Linked DNA regions of Macaca mulatta: region 1 is linked to region 2. Evidence: chromatin contacts called from public Hi-C data. All regions are on one chromosome and are shown on one strand. Each heading gives the region's core, a stretch centred on a gene start, on an enhancer-like site or on the middle of the called end of the contact. The rest is flanking DNA. Distances are from core to core; before and after follow the strand shown. Region 1 holds the start of LOC106994479. Region 2 holds the start of ZNF396 (zinc finger protein 396).

Evidence for each region. Hi-C and Micro-C count contacts between places; a contact is called where the count stands out from the background.
Region 1: a contact with region 2 is called in a Hi-C map of fetal cortex germinal zone, with 2.2 times the contacts expected there. The contact joins the promoter of LOC106994479 here to the promoter of ZNF396 in region 2. A contact is called at or near these places in 2 of 14 Hi-C or Micro-C datasets (fetal cortex germinal zone and liver).

Annotation. Positions count from the first base shown.
Region 1 is chr18:57,239,323-57,246,373 of T2T-MMU8v2.0, forward strand. LOC106994479 reads left to right here and starts at 5,269. Exons shown (of 4, transcript XM_077974936.1): 1 at 5,269-5,483. The coding sequence starts at 5,288. It overlaps ZNF397 (zinc finger protein 397), which reads right to left and starts at 5,292. Exons shown (of 4, transcript NM_001261310.1): 1 at 5,263-5,292; 2 at 3,494-3,988; 3 at 3,093-3,234; 4 at 1-850. The coding sequence starts at 3,907.
Region 2 is chr18:57,102,422-57,109,363 of T2T-MMU8v2.0, forward strand. It overlaps ZNF396 (zinc finger protein 396), which reads left to right and starts at 5,494. Exons shown (of 6, transcript XM_015121838.3): 1 at 5,494-5,573. It overlaps LOC144336422 (a long non-coding RNA gene), which reads right to left and starts at 6,325. Exons shown (of 2, transcript XR_013408217.1): 1 at 6,209-6,325.

The DNA.
Region 1 (7,051 bases), core at 4,019-6,518, 140 kb after region 2:
CTGATAAGGTTTGAGCTCAAACTGAAAGCTTTTCCACATTCATTACATTCATAGGGTTTCTCTCCACTATGTATTCTCTGATGAGTAATCAGCTCTGAGCTTTGCCTGAAAGCTTTTCCACATTCATTGCATTCATAGGGTCTCTCTCCTGTGTGAATTCGCTGATGTCTAATGAGTTTTGAGCTCTGGCTAAAGGTTTTCCCACACTCATTACACTCATAAGGTTTCTCACCAGTGTGAATTCTTTGATGTATAATGAGATATGAACTTTGACTGAATGCTTTGCCACACTCATTACATTTACAAGCCTTCTCACCAGTATGGATTTTCCGATGTCTAATGAGGGCTGAGCTCTGATTGAAAGCTTTCCCACATTCACTACATTCATATGCTTTCTCACCACTATGAATTCTCTGATGAATAATAAGATAGGACCTCAAACTAAAGGCTTTCCCACACTGGTTACATTTATAGGGCTTCTCTCCAGTATGGATTCTCTGATGTTGTGTTAGAGAGGAATGCTGCTTGAAGCTGTGCCCACATACATCACATCTATAAGGTCTCTCTTCTGGAGGAACATTCTGACACATTATAGAGTCTGTAGTTAGAATCAAGCATCTGTCAGTCTCATCATAAAGGTCTCTCTTTCCTAGAGATTTGTTTGTGAAGATCACTTGATTAAAACTGCCCCCTTGGGAAGGAGATCTTAGTTTCTCCCCTGTAGCACTTCCTTGCTTCCACACTAAATTGCTTTCATGCTCACTAATTCCTCGAAATGAAGGTTCCTGAGGGAGTCCCTGTGATTTTTCTTCTGAGATGCCCTTTGTTGCTGTTTCATTGTTCTCACAATCTGAAACAATAAGTAGCAAACAAACAGATATTACATTTCTCTAGTCACTGTCAATACTTTCTACATGAGAGAAAACAGAAGCTTCTACCTACAAAGATGTCATGTCCTCCAGTATCTTTTTATTCCAACTGGCCAAAAGAGGGTCTCTCATATCTAATAAAGTCTACATCTACACTTTGAATTTCATCCTTTCCTGCCTCTTTTGAGACATCAATTGATAAATTACCTACAATTTTTTTCTACTATTTACAATCTCTTTCTCAACTGATTCCTGTTCATCAGCTTTTAAATAAGCTTAAGTGTCTCCCACCTTTTAAAATTAACCTTCTTGCCTACATATCTCCCTCAAGCAACCTCACTCTCTCTCATAGTGGTTTCACAACCTCACTCTCTCATAGTGGTTTCCTGAAAGAGTTGTCTGCAGCCTTTCAAGTGAAAGTATCCTCATTCCACAATCTGGTTTTTGCCTTACCATCCTCCCCTGCCCCCCACTGCCCCGTCCCCTACTTCCACTGATTCTACTCTCATCAAGGTCACTTCATAGCTCTTTAATCCAATGGGTACTTTCTAGATTATTATTCTACTCTCATCAGGGTCACTTCATAGCTCTTTAATCCAATGGGTACTTTCTAGATTATTACTTAGCCTCTCTGTAGCACTGACACTGAGGATCACACCTTCCTTCTAGAGACATTCTCTTCCAGTGATATTAGCCTGATTTCTGTGGCTGTTCCTTCTTAGATTCTAGGGTAAATCACTCGGAAACACGAGCATTCCTCCAGATTCTGTTTTGGACTCTCATGTATCCTTACTCTACAAAGCCTCTACCCTTGGCTTCCGTTACAACTTATATTGTAAGCTATTGTCTGACTAATGCCTGCCCAGATCCCCAATTATATTCGTATTTTATTAAGCTCTAAAGTCTTATGCTAATTGGGCATTTTACTTTTGAATATTTCACAAGCACCAAATGTACCAACCTAAACAAATCATCAGATGTATTTGTTTTTCCTTATGTTTTCTCATTTACATGAACAATACTACCATTAACCAGATTGTTCAAGACTGAAACCTCAGTATCATCCTCAACTCCTCTCCCTCACACTCTAGTTTTAATAATTACCAGATGTTGCAAAGCAATTTAAATGCTGATGAACAGGAGTCAGCTTTTATGTTCTCCACCGCTCACCATAAGACATATTGATTGAATACACTGTGGCCACTTGGATTATAGCAGTCTCTAATAGGACCATACTCTTGCTTTCCTCGCATGATTCTCCATTTGCAGCTAACTTCTAAACTACAAATCAAACTATGTCACTCCCTGTCCAAAATCCTTCAACGGCACACCACTCCACTTAAGAAACTATACCATTAGCACGACATACAGGTCTTTACGACCCGGATCCTATTTTCCTCTCTGGTTCTTCTCTTACCACCTGTCAATTCTCCATTCAAGTCAAATTCAACTACCTGCAATTTTCAGAGTGGGTTGTATTCTCACACCTTCGATCCTATTTTCCTCTCTGGTTCTTCTCTTACCACCTGTCAATTCTCCATTCAAGTCAAATTCAACTACCTGCAATTTTCAGAATGGGTTGTATTCTCACACCTTCGATCCTATTTTCCTCTCTGGTTCTTCTCTTACCACCTGTCAATTCTCCATTCAAGTCAAATTCAACTACCTGCAATTTTCAGAATGGGTTGTATTCTCACACCTTCGGGATGGTATGGCCTTTACTTGGGCTACTCCTCCTCCCACCCATTTACCTGGCTTTCTCTTACTCATAGTTCAAGTCTTAGCATAGATTTTCTTCCTTCAGGAAGTATTCCTTGATCCTCTAAGATTGGGTTAGGTGCCTTTAGATGTGCTCCAACAGTTCCCAGTGCCTACTTTTATTCTATAATTTACTACATTGCAACTGCCTTTTTACTTGTCCATCACCCACCTAGACCTGAAACCTCTTTAAACCCAGGGCCTGCCACAGTGCCAGACATGTATTGATGCTTTATAAAATTACAACATAATGAAATGAGTGAATGAATAACAGGGAAACTGACACAGGAGGGCTCACAGCAATTCATGAGGGGTGAATACAAAGCCGCTAAAGTGAGCACCTCTGGTTTAGAATAATAAAGGTGATGCTCACATGTGGCAAGTTTATCAAGTGCAATTAATTCTGCATTCTCAAAAACAGAAACCTAAGTGTCAAGAGTTTCCAGATGATTTCCTATTCCTCACCACTTTTAGGGGAAAGGCACGGTTTCCAGGATTTCAGCTGTGTCTTTAAGGGCTGGAGGTGGATGTTTGGTGACTCTTGGGATGCTCTGAGACATGTTAAATCCTTCCATGGCACTGCTGGTTCCTGTGGACTAGCTGGGACCTGAAATCAGGAAAATATGGTTAGCTTTGTGAGAAAATCCCTAGGAAAACTTGCTTAGTAAAAATCTCAAAGAAGTCAATGATGACATCTCCAGGGAGAAAAGAGCATTCAAGGGTATAGACAAGTATGGCTCTACTAGTCACTTCAGGTTAGGCTTCAGTAGAGACATAAAAATTTTTATCCTACTGTTATGATACCATTACATGCTCCAGGCTGTAAATTCCTTTTCCCACAACACATCACTTTTCTCTGTTCCCACCTGCTGCCCTGGGTCATCAAACTCCCTCTCCAAATCCTCCAACAGGGTCACAGCTTCCTCGCCGCTTTTTGGATTATGTTGCTGAACCCAGATCTGCAGCTCCTCAGGCAGAATGCTCAGGAACTGCTCCAGTACCAGCAGTTCTAAGATCTGCTCCTTTGTGTGCAACTCTGGCATTAGCCACTGATAGCAAAGTTCTTGGAGTTGGCTCAGAGCCTCCCGGGGCCCAGGTGTCTCCTGGTAGCAAAACTTTCTGAACTGCTGACGAAACAATTCTTGGCAGGATTGAGTACTCCCATTCTGCTTAAATTTCTCATCCCAGGAAAAGTTATCTTCTACTTTCACTAGTATTAGTTCTTGTTCTGGAGGATCCTGCGGTATCAGGGTTGAAATCGCTACAGATTCCACAGCCATTCTTGGCTGAAACAGCTTAGCAAAAAGCTCAGTACAACTGGGTTCAGTGCTTGAGAAGGAGTGTGAGTAATCTCTTCTTTCCTGAAGGATATAAAAGCAGTTAACTTACAGCAATCAATAAAATCTCTAAAAACTTGTAATAATAAAGATGAGTAACTTTAGTAATACATTGAAAGGGAGCAGATTTGGGGCTATCACTAAATAAAACAATGAGATGATAAACTAAAAATCATTAACCTCAATCAGTGTCTCCCATTATGAAGAATTCCTACCATTAATGTTAGAAAAAACTATTTTAGAAGCCAAAGAATGTGTATGCAACATTAACATCAATCACATAGTGAGAAAATTTCCAATTCTTTTAATTCTGATTGTATCAAGGAGAAAAATTTATCTCTAACATGTATATATTAATACAACTTGTAGAACTCTCTTTTAAATGAAATATAGGCTTCAGAATCAGACTTCCAAGGGTAAAAATATTTAGGCAGAATTTAGTAATACTGATTTTAAACGTTTATTTTTAGTTACTTTCTATCTAAAGTAAGTAATGTTGATTTTCATTTAAGGTAATAATAACTTTTTTTTTTAAGTTCACATTAAACATGAGTTGATGTAAATATTGGGTATTTGTCATTTGATCACATTTGGTGTTTACCAAATTACTTCAACAAACACTGAGGCACTTACTGAGCATTAGGTTAAGGTTTTTGCTTATGAATAAATGAGTCTACTGAGGAATTGACCAAGAACAAAGACGTATCTGTAAAATGCTTACCACGTGTTCAAAAACATAATAGGTACCACATACACAAAAGCAGCAAAAAGATCAGTATCAGTTCTGAAAAAGCCTAGAATATCCCAGGAGTAAAAATGTTCAAAAGCAAAATATGGTAACAAATAGTTATTGTATTAAATGTTGTGAAACAGACCAAACTTGACCTGATTTTAGGATGGCGAGATATCGATAGGAGTGTATGCCCTTAGTTTGTCAGGACAGATGAGTAAAATTCATTCCTCACACTACGATTAACGTTAGAGATTAATTAGCATATTTAGCCTACAAATTTAAGGTTTATTAACCAGTTAGGCTGCACTAACTCGCACTTCTATTTTTATATCCTTGGTTAAACCCGCAGCATTTGCCAAGTCACGGGGTCAGGGGAACTGCGTTTTCCTTTGGAAAGCAGGGTTTTGAGTGCTGGCCTCCTCTAAGTTCCCCAGTCGCTTGGAGACGCCGCGCGAGCCAAGGGGCCGGGACCTGGGGATGGGCAGGCCGAGCAGCGGGGCTCCTCCACTGTCCGGCCCGCGCTCCTAACCCCACCTCCCCCTTCCTAGGGGCCCAAATCCCTCACCGCGAAGCCCAGGAGCGGCCAGGGAATGAGCCGCCGACCCAGAGCGGCAAGCCACAAAGACCGGAAGTGCGCGTACGCAGTGTTCCGCTCTCGTGCGCGCCGGGTTCCCCGCCGCTCCGCCCCTTGCTCTCAGGTAGCCAATCAGAGCCGCGGGATCAACTGGTCCCACTGCCTTCTCCCGGCGGCCGCTAGCCCGGCGGAACCTCCAAGCCCAGGCGAGGGTGAGCTAGGAGTCGGGGTCATTGTGAGGGGCGGCACTCAGGGGCCCCGTAAGCCGCCTGGGCCGTCGCCACCCTGGCTTTCTCCCGGCGCCACCCACGATTGTTGGTGTCGAGTAATTCCCGAATCCCACTCCCAATTTTCTATTAAAATATTCAGATTTTCGGCCGGGCGCGGTGGCTCACGCCTGTAATCCCAGCACTTCGGGAGGCCAAGGCGGGCGGATCACGAGGTCAGGAGATCGAGACCATCCTGGCTAACACGGTGAAACCCCGTCTCTACTAAAAAATACAAAAAATTAGCCGCGCGTGCTGCTGGGCGCCTGCAGTCCCAGCTACTCGGGAGGCTGAGGCAGGAGAATGGAGTGAACCCGGGAGGCGTGGGAGGCGGAGCTTGCAGTGAGGTGAGATCGCGCCACTGCACTCCAGCCTGGGTGACAGAGGGAGACTCCCGTCTCAAAAAAAAAATTAAGATTTTCCTGTGATTCCAGTTCTTTTCCGAGATCTCTGACAAAAGTAAACGCAAATAGGCTGAACAAAAACTAACAGTCACTTATATTGCTCTTGCCTATGAGTATCACTGGAGCCTTACAACAGCTTTGTGCTGTGGCTATATAGTCCCCAATTTACAGCCGTAGACATTGTCCAAAGTCAGGCAACTTGTGACCAGGGACGCCCACGTCCCCATAGTTCAAGGAGACTGGTATCATAGACTCCAGGAGCCTATTTCAGGGTCTTCCCGTTCTTCAGTGGAAGTTGGTATTAAGTCTTACTGTTTAAATTTTTCTGTGGTTATTTAGTCGGCGAAAAATGATGCCTCATGTTTCAACTTTGTGAGCTTAAGATGGTCCCCCTTCATGTTTATTGACCATTTGTGGTTCTTCAGAGATGGCTTTTCCCATTTAAAAAATTAAGGGGGTAAGATTTTTCTTTTTTCTTTGTGAGAATTTTTTGCTTATTAAGGATAGCAACTCATTTGTTGCAAATTGTTTCCCATTTATTTGTATTTATTTTTAAAATGTTACATTTTACATGTTTAAATGTTACATATTTAAAATGTTATATTTTAAAAAGTACATAGGATAATAACAAAGCGATACATACACACATAGAAACAAATTCTCCTTTGTCAGCCAAGACTGTTAAAACACACATATTTGAGAAAAAATGTTCGTTACCATTCAAAGCTATTAGTGACTCACTAAATAATTCTTTATCATTGTGAAATGACTACAGCAATTTTACAAAGCAAAAAAAAATATTAATTTGCTTATAAATTATCAATTGCTTCATAATGAACCACTTTGAGACTTAGTGACTAAAAACAGCAGATGTTTTATTGCTCACAGGTCTGTTGCCAGGAATTCAGGCAGGGCTTAGCGGAGATGTCTAGTCTCTGCTTTATGAGGTGTCAGCTATCTTCACTTAACTGGGGTGGAAGGTCCAAGATGGCTTAACTCACATTACTGAAGTCTTGGTGCTGCCTCTTGGCTGAAGTTACTTGATTCTTCTCCACAAGGCCTCTCTCCATTCAGGAGTTTAGCCCAAGCTTTCTTACATGATGACTGGCT
Region 2 (6,942 bases), core at 4,244-6,743:
CCACATTGGGTACACAAAGAGCCACAGATCATGGGTTAAAATTCCTCTCAAATGCTTGTCTTCTCAAAGATTTTTTTTTTTTTGAGACAATTCTTTAGTAAATATGGAGACTCTCCCCCTTGACTGCTGTGGTAGGTTAAAAAAATGGCCCCAAACGGTATCACATCCTAATTCCTGGAACATTTACAGATGTTTACATCACATTTACCAATGTTACCTCATTTGGAAAAAGAGACTTTGCAGATGTATTTAAATTAAGGGTCTTGTGATGGATAGATTATTCTGGATTATCTGGGTGGGCCCTAAATGCAACCATGTGCATCCTTATGAAAAGGAGGTAGAGGGAGATTTAAAGATGTTGGCCTTGAAGATTGGAGTGATGCAGCCAGAAGCCAAGGAATGCTGGCAGCCAAAAAATGCTGGAGGAAGAAAGGAATGAATTCTCCTCTAGAGCCTCCAGAAGGAGGACTGCCCTGCATGCTGACACTTTAAGCCCAGTGAAATGGGTTTCTGACTTCTGTCTTTTAGAACTGTGAGGAAATATATTTCTGTTGTTTTAAGTCACCAGATTTGTGATAATTTGTTGCAGCGGCCACAGGAAACTAATACAGGTGCCCATTGGGATCACCTGGGGAGCTTTATCTACATTATTTCATTTAATCTTCAGGTTATTATGATCCCAATTTTATAATCAGGAAATGAGGATTAGAGAATTTTAGGACTTAACCCACAGTAGCTTGTGGCAGAGTTGGGGAGTGAACCCAGGTTTGTCTGTTGACTTTAGGACCACATTGGATTTCATAAACAAGGGGAAGAAAAACGTCTAAGATGACTCCTAAGACTTACTGCCTGGAACATAGAGCTAACAGCAGTTTCATTATCAAAGCAAGGAATTTGGCTTATTGAGGGTGAAGGGGAGAGAAGATGAACTCAGTTTGGGATACTTCCTGATATAGTTTGGCTTTGTGTCCCCACCCAAATCTCATTTTGTAGCTCCCATAATCCCCACGTGTTGTGGGAGGGACCCACTGGGAGATGACTGAAGCATGGGGGCGGGTCTTTCCCGTGCTGTTCTCATGGTAGGGAATGGGTCTCGTTAGATCTGATGGTTTTAAAAACAGGAGTTTCTCTGCACAAGCTCTCTTTTCTCTTACCTGCCGCCATCCACGTAAGATACGACTGGCTCCTCTTTGCCTTCTGCCATGATTGTGAGGCCTCCCCAGTCATGTGGAACCACAAGTCCAACTAAACCTCTTCCTTTTGTAAATTGCCAGTCTCAGGTATGTCTTTATCAACAGTGTGAAAACAGACTAATACACTTCCTTAACTGTTTTCCCAGCTTGATACTTTATTCACGTCTTCTACCAAGGGAGCGAGAGCTCCCCTAGTTCCCTCATACAAACTCTCATATCTGTTCACTCTGTGGAAAAAAAGTCATTTGAAATCTAAGCTGCTGGAACTCTAAATTATTTTAGGACTTGGAGGAATGTTATTACTGATCCTGAGTCACATGATAGGCACCTATAAACTAGGGAGCTATAACCTTCTGTTTCTCTGATTACAGATGAAGCCTTTTCCCTTACCTGCATTGTTTTGTAAAATGTTATATATGGCCAAAGGGAAGACCCCTTCCCTCTCCACTGTTGGCCTTTATTATAGATTCACCTTTCTCTTACCTTTCTCACACACAAACTTCTTGACTATCACATTGCCTTAAGATAGAATGTTAAATACACTCTTTTAAATTGGAAAGGAAATGAAAACCAACTATAAAGAAAACAAGCTGTATGGAAAAGAAAACAAACTGTAACTAATTAATTTGTTGAAACTATTAAGCCAGCCTTGTATAGAAAATGTTGTAATCCTGATAAATTTCTTTGTCTTCTTCCTATATTAGCAAGATTTAACTTTTAACTTTGGAGCACTGATCCCATTTCTCTGGAGTCTGTGTGTCCCAGAATGGTTATTCCCAGCTTTTTGCTTGAATAAACTCTTTAAAACTGGATTCTGACCCTTTTATTATTTCACGTTGACAAGTGTGTACCCACACTTGGACTCCTACACATACACCCCATCCACCACTTGCTTGGAAACCATAGTTCCATTGTAGGCAAATTGCTTTTTATTGCTAAATCTAAATTTCTTTTTTTTTTTTTTAATTTTAAAGTTTTTATTTTTGTTAATTTTTTATTTCAGTTTCAGGAGTACATGTGGAGGCTTGTTATACAGATAAATTACATGGGGGTTTGGTGTACATATTATTTCATCACCCAGGTAATAGGCATAGTGGGTAGTTTTGAATCCCCCCCTCCTCCCACTCATGTAGACCCTAGTGTCTATTATTCCCCTCTTTATGTCTAAGTGTACTCAATGTTTAGCTCTCACTTATAAGTGAGAACATGCAGTGTTTATAAACCTAAGTTTCTTTCTTTCTTTTTTTTTTTTTTTTTTTTTTTTTGAGACAGTGTCTCATTCTGTTGCCCACGTTGGAGTGTAATGGAGTGATCGTGGCTCACTGCAGCCTTGACTTCCTGGGCTCAAGTGATTCTCCCATCTCAGCCTCCCAAGAAACTGAGACTAAAGGTGCATGCCATTATGCCCAGCTAATTTTTGTATTTTTTTTTTTTTTTTTTGTGGACACGGGTTTTTGCCATGTTGTCCAGGCTATCTCGAACTCCTGGGCTCAGGCAATCCTCCCACCTTGACCTCCCAAAGTGCTGGGATTACAGGCATGAGTCACCATGCTTGAGCCAACCTAATTTTTTTAACTTCTAATTCCTTATCCTATAGAAACATGGCAGCTGTATATAATATATCTGCTTCTTTGCACCTCTGGTCAAAGAAAACAAGGGTTATGTGTTTAGACAGACACAGATCCATGCCCCTAAAAGCTTCTACCCAGGTGGAGAGCAAATATGTTGGGATGAAGGGAGTGGTGAAGAAGAGTACAAAGTTGAGAAATAAATGTCTCTATAATGTCATTATAGAGTGACTGCCTTAGAAATGGTTCATAAAAGTCATAGAGATCTTTATATACCTATATAAGGGAAGCATTCAGATTTGATATTTATTTTCACATGATCACACAAAATGTCCAATTATGTGCAGAGTTATTGATGATAGCATCCCATTCAGCTTCTGATCCAGTCTACCCAAAACTCCCCTCAAATGTCCACATAAGCCATTGTCAAACATACTCTGTTGTCTAACTTTCCTGAATGACACATTATGTACCCAATCATCTGTCAGTCTTCCATCTAAGCAAGCACCAGCCTCCCAAGTGTTTCCAGAATCTGCCCCCATTCTCGTCCCCTCTGTGCTAGTTCAGACCTTCACCAGCTGCAGCCTGGATCTTTGCAACAGCTTCAGGGCTGGTCACCCTGTCTTAAGTTTTGCCTCCCTTCAAATCTATCCTTCATGTTACTATCAGAGAGCCCTACCTGAATTGCAGATGTGCACATGCCACTAACTCAAGTTTCTGCTTAAAACCTTAGTTCTTAGCCCTTTACTCCGCCTGTCAAATGCTTTAAAACTAGGCTGCTGTTTGCCTCTTCAGCCTCATCCTCAGCCACTTATCCCGCTGTCCTTTAATCCAGCAAATCTAAACAACATCCCACACTGGTACCTCAGTCTCAAATGTGTCAACACCAGCCTTCTCCATCAACTCCAATCCCAGTCTCTCCCAGGACCTCCCTCTCTTTGTGCTTTTATAGTATCCTGTAGTTATCTCCATCAGAATGTTGCCACATTGTTTAGAAATGTCCATTTATACATCTTTCTCTTTAATTAGTGTATTAGCCCCTAAAGGGCAAGAATCTACATTTTACCATTGAATTCCCCGTGTTTACCATACTACTGGTATATAGTAGGTGCTCACTCTACTGGGACTTTATTGCTGCTAATTTCTTTTCACTTTACCCCCAAACATTAAAAAAAAAATTAAAACAGCAAACAAAAACCTGTTCTTGCTCTACCTACCTGACTGTGAAACTTTTCTAATCAATCTTTTATGTCTGCTCCCTTTTTGTTGTTGTTGTTGTTAACTTTGGCCTCTGATATCTGACTGTTTGGTGGACCATACCCATGAATTCATCATCCCTGACCTCTTGCCACATCCCACAGTTCCTCCTTCTCCTTGAAGCTTTTGAATGTTGTTCATAGTCTCCTTAAATTATCTCCTGTTACTTCATGCCACTGCCAAGCCTTGCCCTCGTTTCAAATTATCCACTGACGTGAGTCATTTAACCTACCCTACCCACCAGCGCCAGAAACACATTCCCACTGGCACTTTTGGGCTGTTTGCTATTTGTGTTGGCAGCTGCCTCAGCAAAAAGTCTTATCCTGTGAAAGCCCCTTGTTTGAAGCAAGAATTTCTTCAAATTTAGTTTTATTGTACGTTAATTGGGATCCAAACCTCTCCCTAGTCCCCTGGCGTCATAGACTGAGTAAACCAGCCTCTTCTTTCTTCACTTCAGATTCCAGTACTAACATACTATTGGGGGGGCGTCATACGAAAAGAGATTTTTTGTTATTGTTATTGTTGTTTATTAATTAACAAGTGCTTTTCAAGCATCTCTGTCCTCTCCCTAATTCCTCAGTTTTGAGTACAAGTACATTTTCCAGGAGTCCCTAGGGAAAGGGGCTAGAGGAGGAAGTCACAGGGTGGGGCTGTGGTGCATTTAGGCTCAAATTTATTTTATTTTTATTTTTTTGAGACGGTCTCACTTTGCAGCTCAGGCTGGAGTGCAGTGGCACAATCATGACTCACTTGACCCCAGATTCAGGTGATCCTCACCCCTCAGCCTCCCAAGTAGCGGGGACTACAGGCATGCGTCTCTACATTCGGCTAATTTTGTATTTTTTGTAGAGATGGGGTTTAGCCATGTTGCCCAGGCTGGTCTCGAACTCCCTGGCTCATGTGATCCGCCGATCTCAACCTCCCAAAGTGCTGGGATTACAAGCATGAGCCACCGCGCCCGGCCTCAAACTTATTTTTCAATTGCGGTTAAGATTATCTGAGGAAATAAATGTGTATGTATTGTGACAAATTTTACGTGGGTCAGTTCTCACTTTTTCAAGGGCCATTGTGTTCTCCTGTGAAAGCGTGGGGGTTGCGGATGTCAAACCCGCCCCTTAAACCGTCAGTACTTGGAGTGTAACCACTCCAGGAGTGGGAATGGTATTGGGGATTGTACTCAGTGGTAGACAGCAGAGCATTTGCCCCTCTCTGTAATCCTTGGCAACTCACAGGACATTTGAGTTTATCTTCTGTAAAATGGGAATAACCTTACTGAGTTATCGGAGTAAATGAATAATGTGAGCAAAAGTACTTTCCGAAGCAACAATGCTAGTTTACTGAACCAAACACTGAGCAGAGCAGCTGGATTCTCACCCGTCGAGCCTCCCAGTTCTCTCTCCCCTAAGTGCGCGGCTGCGGCGGCTCGTCTCCGTGGCAACGTCCCAGCGTTCCGGGCCCCGCCCCCACCCGCCGCCAGAACCGGAAGCTGTTGCGCAGCTTGCGGTTCCCCGGTTTCTCCCCGACGGTGTCTGGGTTGGCGCTTCTCTGCCGGGAGGTGAGACCCGAGGCCTCTTTAGGGCCCCCAGGCCGCGGTCAGAAGCGGCGGTCCCCGGGCGGTGGAAGGGGGACGCGGAGAGGCGACGGCGGACTCGGCGCCACCCCTTCCTCCGCGCGCCAGTACAGCACCCTCTACACAGTCCCAGATCCCCAAGCCCCTCCCCGCCGCTGCCCCCACATCGCTGTCTGCCCGGGAGTCCGCGCACCCCTTCCCCTCGTCCTTCCCCGGCAGACCCCGGCGCCTGCCCTCCCAGCTGAACCCACGCCCCCTGCCGGCCCCACGCGCCGCCCGTCGGCCCCACGTGCCACCTGCCGCTTCGCCCCGGCGGTTCCCAGCCTGGGAGGCCGGGAGGTCCGGAGACTGTCGGAAGTCAGCCCTCCCGTAGCCCTCCGGCCACAGCAGGGTGGAGCCAAGAGCGGCGTCCCCGGCGGAAAGACCCCTGCGTCCCAGGCTTTGACCGAAGCCTCCCCGCCGCGGACCCAGTTCTTTCTGGCCGTCGTGCGGTGTCGGAGGTTCCTTCCCCCTTCTCAGGTTTAGCCCAGATTCTGCGCCTGGCGCTGAAGTGACAGGGCGGCCCCTCTCTTCCAGAGGCTGCTTTAGCCCCGGGGTCCCTCTTATATCCCTTAGGGTACCTGACGGCTCCAAAGCGGTGACCTCAACCTTTCCCACCTCTCGGGTCTCGTTCCTCAGACTCCTCCGGCCCCTCTTCATCTGGGAGTGCGGTTGCCTGCCGCCGCTTCCTCCTCTGCGCAGAGAAAACGCGCAGTGGTCGCCCCAGGGGCCCTTGCTGCCTATGGCCTCTTAACCACACAGCACCATGGATAAGTGTGGACGGCCTGGATTCAGACCCCAGCTTTGCCTTTGGTCAGAGTATCTGGCTTTGCTGTGACTGCCTCCCCATCTACAACATGGGGGTAAAAATAATCTAGAACTTTTATGAGGATTTAACCTTTGTATATTTTTACTAAGGTGTTTAAAACAGTGCTTGGCACATTGTAAATTATATTAATATGTGTGTCTGCTATTGTTTGTTTCATAGCACATCATTGTGTAAAGTTGTATCGTTTATTTGGTAACAAGCTTTATGAACTCACAGGCTTTATACAGGACACTGGTGTTTCTTCAGTACCTAGAACAGTACTTGAAGTGAGAAAAAAAATCAAATGGCAGGATACATAACAAGGGAAGATGGAGGGGCACGTAAGATTTTTAAAGTAGTCATCATTTGCTGAAGTTGTACAAACACTGTCGTATACCTCCTGCCCAATTTAAAAAATGTGATTAGCCCGGGTGCGGTGGCTCACGCCTATACTCCCAGCACTTTGGGAGGCCCAGGCAGATGGATCACCTGAGGTCAGGAGTTTGA